2 separate regions of the Arachis hypogaea genome follow, and region 2 is linked to region 1. The links are chromatin contacts, called in public Hi-C maps. All regions are on one chromosome and are shown on one strand. Each heading gives the region's core, a stretch centred on a gene start, on an enhancer-like site or on the middle of the called end of the contact. The rest is flanking DNA. Distances are from core to core; before and after follow the strand shown.

Region 1 (3,750 bases), core at 243-2,742:
ATGGATCTTGCTTCTAAAGCTCCAATTGAGAAGCTTGAATCAACAGCAGATAATGATTTACAAACATTGAATAATTGCGCAGCATTGTTTCTAACAGGTAAAAAGAGATGCAAACTTCAACAAGAGTTAACAACTGGGGGTAAAAGAGTTAAGAAGCAAACTCAAGAGAGTTCATGTTCGAGATCCATGAAAATTCCAGAAACTTCAGATCCCAGATCCAGAACCAGGCAGAATAGCTCATTCATGAACTTGGTTTCAAACATGATGAAAGGATTCTCACAATCAGCTGCAAATCCTGATCACCATCTTCTCTGGGATCATGATCAGATTCAGAATCATAATCCTGAGCCGAAAAGTACAGGACTCAAATCCGATTTCAAGTGCATGTCTTGTCCCATAAAATCTCATCAAGGCCTAGATGTTACTCCAATATCATGTTGTGCAGAGAACAATAACAGTCTTTACAAACAGTATTTGAAATCAAAAGAGTTTGAGGTAAAGATTAGGCCTGTGAATTTTCACAGCAGCCATGAAAACAGGACAAATAAAGAAGGAATAGAAATAAATTCATCTCCTACCATACAGGATCAGAATAACAATGAGAGTGCTGAATCCTACGCACCTTCAGAGAGGAAGGTAACAGATAAGTTCTTGAACAAAATTGATACTTCTGGAGGTGTATGGATGAATCGATTCTTGCCAAAATCAAGTGCTCAATTGATAACTTTTGATAACTCTGTACATCCAAATTCATATAAACACTTTTCTTATCTAAAAGAAACCAAAGAACAATGTGTTGATGATGACCACTTCCTCAAGAAAGAGGCTTCCATTGATGACATACCAAAGGTTGGGTTCAATCCCATTACACCTTTCCCTGGATTCAAAGATTCAGAACCAATGGCGGCCATGTTCGCGAGGAGATTAGGCGCAATCAGACACATACCAAGAGACGCCAAAGATAACTTGCCACACAGGTAAACATTAAACAATGTTTGCTTATTAGTTTTATGGGACAAGAAGAGTTCACCATCTTTTGTTAGCTTATTTGATCTTTTGATACTTCACATGAAAAACCAAATAATAATATGAACATCCTTTGAGAAGGTTTCAGAAATTGATTTTCTTTCCTTCATATTTTAGGCATCTAAATTAACACTAATGTTTGGAGCTGCAAGTAATTGGAATTGTCAACTCCTTTGAGAAGGTTTCAGAAAACCGCACCAGCAAAAGATCCAATCACTGACAACACTTGATTCATCTTCTTTCTGCATACTGAAGAAGCTTTTTCTCCTTATCCTGAGGGAAAAGCAGGTTCATTCTCAAGTTGTACATTGCTTTTTGTCTATAGTCTCAAACATTTCATACGTTTACACACAATTATCTATAAATGCTTTCTTCAGGCCATTGAATAATCCACCACATGTAATTTTATAGACAGACTTCTCTCATATTTTGGTTACGTCGATACCATTGTATTTTATAAGATGTGATGCTAACATCCATTACACGCATTGCGCTCCTCTTTAGGGAGGTTAGTCACATTATGGAATGTCATATGTAATATCACTCATATAATTTATCCAAACATTTACTTATGTATGTGCACAATTAGTATCACCAAGTTATATCTGTTATAACGAACAACCTAGCATACACAGATGAAATTGGTTAGTTAGCAAGTTAGAAGTTAGTTAGCTCGCTGTCCAGCTGGCAGACCCAGAGATTTATCACACGTGCACTCTTTCAGTCTTTCCAGAAATTGCCTTTTGGGAGCATACATGGTGGCCTCGGGAGAATGGGGTGCATGCTGGGCCTAATGTGGGCTTGAGATTGGATGCACGGACTCCTGGACTCTTTGACGATGTGGGGCGGATAGGAGGCAAACGGGTCTTGCTATCCCTTCATGATGCGGTGACAGGGGCGGCGGTGCATGGAGTCACCCTTGAGGGAACTGAGGCCAACACCACGGGAAGGGAGAGGGAAAGGCAGAGTGAACGGCGCCCGTCGGAGGCTGGACCCCGAGAGGCAGTGGCTGGTCCGAGGAGTTATGACGGGGCCACGGGTGGGGTTCCTGACGAGGTTTTCGAGGCGGTAAGGTTGGAAGGGTCAGTAACCCACGATGTGGCTAGGATGCAGGTGCCGCTGACCAGGGGAGGGGAGGAAGAGGCTAGTCCTGCTGCTGACACTGGGACGGGGAACCTGGTACAGGGAACCGGGAGAGGGAGCCCGTTGGGAACGCACCTAGCAGCCAGTGCAGATGCCCAAGCTATGGATCACGGCGGAAAAACATTGGAAACAGGGGCTGAATCTGAAACAGAGCGGCGACGACAGTCCGAGGGAGAGGAGGCCAGGTTATCGAATGAGGAGCAGATGAAGGACAATGAAGAAACATGGAAGTTGGCAGTGGAGTCTGGCGCTCTTTTAAGCGATGAAGAAGAGGATATTATGGGTATTTTGCAAGCCCAAAATGAAAAACTAGCGGCGAAGAGAAAGTTGGCGAAACAGAAGGAGAAGGCACGAAGGTGTCGTCCAAAGAATAAAAATAAAGTGAGAAAAAATTTGTCTTCATGATTGTGAGTTGTTGGAATATTAGGGGGTTGAGAGGTGACGGAAAATTGAGCATGGTGAAGTCGTTGAAGAAGAATTATAACTTAGGTATGTTGGGGTTGCTTGAAACAAAGAGGGAGGTAATTACTAAATATGATGTTGCAAGAATTTGGAGAAATAGTAATGCGGGTTGGGAGTTTGTGGAGTCTGTGGGGGCGAGTGGGGGTTTAATGTTAGTTTGGGATGACATGGTTTTTCAAAAACGAAATTATTATAAAGGCGAGAGGTGGTTGTGTATTGAAGGAGTGTTAGTTCAAACGAGCTTTAATTGTGCTTTTTGCTTAGTGTATGGGGCGCATGGAAGGGAAGCGAAGCGGGTGGTGTGAGAAGAGCTGAGTTATATTGTGGGTCTGTTCCAGGTGCCTTTATGCTTGTTGGGAGACTTCAATGAGATTTTGTAAGTTGAGGATCGCAAAGGGGGGACGAGTTTGCCGGCAACAGCGGAAGAATTTAAGGTTTGGGTGCATGACATGCAGTTGATAGATTTACCGCTTTCGGATAGAAAATTCACATGGTTCAGGGGTCGATCATGTAGTCGGATTGATAGGGTCCTGGTCAACATTGAATGGGCTGAGGAGTTTCCGGATATTCGACTTAAGGGTGGTCCGAGAAGTTTGTCAGATCACTGCCCATTGATTGTGGAAGATGCGAGGGTAAGAGGGGGCCCTCGTCCATTCAGAAGTTTGGATTCCTGGTTTACGCACGAGGGTTTTCTGAGGATGGTAAAAACAGAATGGAGAAGCTTGGGTGATGGTCCGTTTACGTGTAAACTGAAGGCGTTGACTACATCGTTGAGGAAATGGCACAAGGATAACTTTAGTGACATGGATAAGAGACTGATGCGGTTTGAGGATGAAATCAAGAAGATTGACAATCTGGTTAGTGATGGGATCTATGATGATACGACAGAGGCTAGAAGGAAGGCGTTGGTGAGTTTTTGTGAAAAATGGTACATTAGGAAAGAAGTCCACTGGAAGCAGATGTCTCGATCCAAACATGCTAGCGACATGGATAAGAATACCAGGTATTTCCATAACATTGCCTCAGTTAGAAGACGGAGTAACAGAATTGATGCACTGATGATTCATGGACGGCTTGTGCGGAATCAGGCACGAATGAAGGTTGCAATTAGAGGATTCT
Region 2 (3,686 bases), core at 561-3,060, 330 kb after region 1:
CTTTTGTTTTGTGATTAAATTATAAAAGTAGTCCGGAGACAATATGAAGAGGAAGTATAGGGAGCCAATGGAGTATATATACAATGTGTATAATGGGGTTTAGGAATATTCGATTCAATATGATATCAGATGTTTATTATCCCTGATACTTAGATGGTTATTTTGGATAATAATATAAGTATATTGTGTTTGAGAAATTAGTAGTAGTTTATCCTGCATGTTCATTTTTTAACTCATATTAAGTCAAATAAACCGCCCATTGTATACATTATACAAATATTCTATTGGCTCCCTAGTGAGATTCATAAAAAAAATGTTTCCAAACATAGTAAACATTTGCTACATCAATATCTTTTGTTAATGAAAACATGATTATTTGACAGTTAATTCTTTAATTTTGTCTTATTGTTTTAGAATCTTATTTATCAACATTAAAATTTTGCAAGTATGTACTGTTCTAATACTTTACTATGCTTTTACTAAAAGTTATTCCATGACTTTGCATTTGTTAAGGTACTACTTCTTAATTATATTAATATATAGAAGCATATATACTATTTGTTCATCAATTATGTTCGAATTTAATTTGCATGCAACAATACATAATCATTGAGGTGGATGTCATGCAATTGCAAAATATATACACGCACAAACGAAGTTACCTGACAAGAAATCAGCTTCAGGGTAGGAAATTCTGGTTTGAAACTGACCGTGGATATTGTTGAATAACTACCCTGTATGTAGAACAATTATAAATAAGTCATAATTTTTTAAGTTTCGTTGTTTTCTCAGCATGATCCATCACTTTGCACATATACATTTCGTATTTATAAGACACAGAGGTGGATGGGGTATATAGTGTTTATCTTAAATTAGCAACCAATTAAGACATTTAGACAATAATAGCCGATGCTAATGCAATAAAAATATTCTACTCAAAAAAATAATAATGCAATAACAATAATACAGATTAATAAGTAAGTGATGTTATAAAAATCTAAAGATATTCAAAAATCATTTTCCTTCTTTATTATTGGACCTGAAATGACAAAGTACTTAAAAATTTGACCATATTAATTAGGGTCCTGCTATGTTACCAACAGCATATCTGTCAACTTCTATCAACTCTTATTTATAATTGTGTTTTATAGAAGTGTCTTCGTAGATGTGTCTAATAAAAATGTTTTTTTATGGTTGTGTTTAACAGAAGTGTCTTTATAGATATATTTTCTGGATGTATCTCTTTATATATGTATTTAAAATATAATAATTAATTATTATTAACAATAAGTTGGCAGATAATGTATTGGTACCCTATACTTTTCCTATTAATTATTATTATAAAAGATTCTCAAGGTGGATGGTAGAATATTATTGAATGTGAGTTGATGAATGACCTGAAGTATAAGATTGGACACAAGGCCAAAGAGGATACTGGTATTGCAGATTTCATCATCATTGACATGGGTTAGGTAAACTCTGTCCAGGATCTGAGAGTCAGTGAGATCAAAAGGGTTGGGAAGATGAATTTTCTGTTGGCCTCCCAAGTTAGTAGCAGCACTCTGTTGATGGATAGAAGTAATAGCAGTACTGCCACCTTGGGATGATGAGATCAACGTAGTGGTGCCACTTGAATCTGCGTTGGACATTGCCATGATATAGGATACAGAATTTAAGTATCCTCTAATAAGGTTTGTGTTTGAATTTTGAAAGAATACGTAGCCTTGTCTTGTGATTTCCATATTGTTGTGTTCAACCTATTTATAGGCTTTTGCCACTGCCTGAGAGAGTTTGAAGTAGTTGCCATGCCATGAATAATGATAGTAATCTATTTATATATAAAAAAAAATAGTTAAGTACAATATCATGTATACACTAAATTAAGTCATTATATATTTATGTCTAAAATATATAATATATGTATTATTTAATTCATTTTTAATATATATTTTGTATTTTAACATGTATTTTATATTAATTACTAATTTTAGCGATTGATTTTGATCTATACATGATTGAATAATATTATTTAACAAATTATTTATTTTAAATAATTTTGTCAAACTAACTGAATCTTTAATAAATATTAAATTAGTCTATAATATATTTCATGGTTAGAATTAACAATAATTTTTCACACTTAGAAATGCTAATCTGATACTATACTACTTATTTATTTTCTATCTAGTTTGACAATATTGCAAATGATATATGTTATAATTTGTGAAAAGTACAACAATTATGAAATTTAAATTATATGATACTTTAATGAAATACCATATTAATCTTTTATAAACATAACAAATTAAAAAATAGTAAAATATCCTTTAATCTTATATAAGACGTTCTCTAACTTATCAATAATGGAGGGGGCAAAAAAAAAAAAAACAAAAAACAAAAAAAAAATGGGAAGAAAGATTATAAGAGACATAAAGAATATATAGAATAATATAACCGTTTAAATAAAAGAGGGTGAGACATAATTAAAGTAGCTTCCAATGTATCATCAAAATATAAACAAATAGAAAGAAGCTTCAAATGTGATAGCTAGTGATCCCTTGCATGGTGTGAAACATGCTGCTCCGAAATTTTGTTCACCATATAACCCTACAAGTTCATAACTACTCAGCGCAGAAAAATAAGGGCATAGTTGCCATTTTAGCGGAATTTTACATTTTACACTAGCTAATATTGATCCTTATTTTCTTTTAGACTTTTACTGTGTATGTCCCACGAATAATATTGCCATGGCCGAGCTTTTGCTTTTTAGAAGATATGTCACGGCAAAAAGAGGAAAATAGACTATTGTATATCTTTCCCTTTATTTTGGTCTATGGTATATCTACTATCAAATGTTCAAGGCAATGATGTCACACACAGGATATTATTAAAAAGAAAAAAAAAAGTAACATCCCACAGGTATTTTATTCCCTATTTTTATATGATTTTTACATGGGTAACTATTCTCGATTACAAAATCGGTATGAGTGAAAAAATGGTAGGCTGTTAACGTGTAACACCATGAAATGAAGAGAATAAAAAAAAATTGCACTGCTATGGGTCAGATGTAAAACGCACCCGTTTTGTACTTTTTTATTTTTTTTTTAATTTGAAAATAAACTAAATGTAGGTTACGTTTTGGCATTTTAATTTTTTTTTATTTTGTTTCAGGCTAAACTCAGATTACGTTTTTTTAAGCTATAAAATTCAAATTTTTTTGAAGTCCACAAAATACAGGTTGTATTTCGTTAGTGGCAGAATTTTTTTTTTAGAAGTCCTAAAACGTAGGTTGTGTTTTGTACACATAATAATATTTAAATCCACAGGTTTGCCTATAAATACGAAGTCCAGTTTCATTCGTCTTCATCTTCACTTCTCCTCTTACTCTTTCTTGCATAAAGTTCTTAGTGGTGTACTTTTTTGGCAGATAATTGTGTCAAAAAAATAGAGTTAGTTGAGGCTGAAGTTATAGAAGGTGTTGCAAATTTAAGAGTATATTATGACGGTGAGGTTATACCAAACATACATGAAGGAGTGACTTTTGTTTGTGAATGTCCGTTGTCATTTGTTATTCCATGTACCATGAGTTTTGTCGAGTTGCAAAATGGTCTTTGTAATAACATTCAAAGCAACATTTTGAAAAGGGTGAGCAATCTTTTATACAGAAGTCCTATGCAAGTATTTGG

What was found. Hi-C and Micro-C count contacts between places; a contact is called where the count stands out from the background.
Region 2: a Hi-C map of leaf shows a contact between it and region 1, with 1.8 times the contacts expected there. The contact joins the promoter of LOC112775367 here to the promoter of LOC140182338 in region 1. A contact is called at or near these places in 2 of 8 Hi-C or Micro-C datasets (both in leaf).

Annotation. Positions count from the first base shown.
Region 1 is chr19:125,687,653-125,691,402 of arahy.Tifrunner.gnm2.J5K5, forward strand. LOC140182338 reads left to right here and starts at 1,493. Exons shown (of 6, transcript XM_072228504.1): 1 at 1,493-1,534; 2 at 1,616-1,670; 3 at 1,760-2,525; 4 at 2,597-2,690; 5 at 3,087-3,750. The coding sequence starts at 1,493. It overlaps LOC112778156, which reads left to right. Exons shown (of 4, transcript XM_025822509.3): 3 at 1-977; 4 at 1,144-1,602. The coding sequence ends at 1,156.
Region 2 is chr19:126,013,950-126,017,635 of arahy.Tifrunner.gnm2.J5K5, forward strand. It overlaps LOC112775367 (protein SIEVE ELEMENT OCCLUSION B), which reads right to left and starts at 1,811. Exons shown (of 7, transcript XM_025818946.3): 1 at 1,398-1,811; 2 at 663-734. The coding sequence starts at 1,742.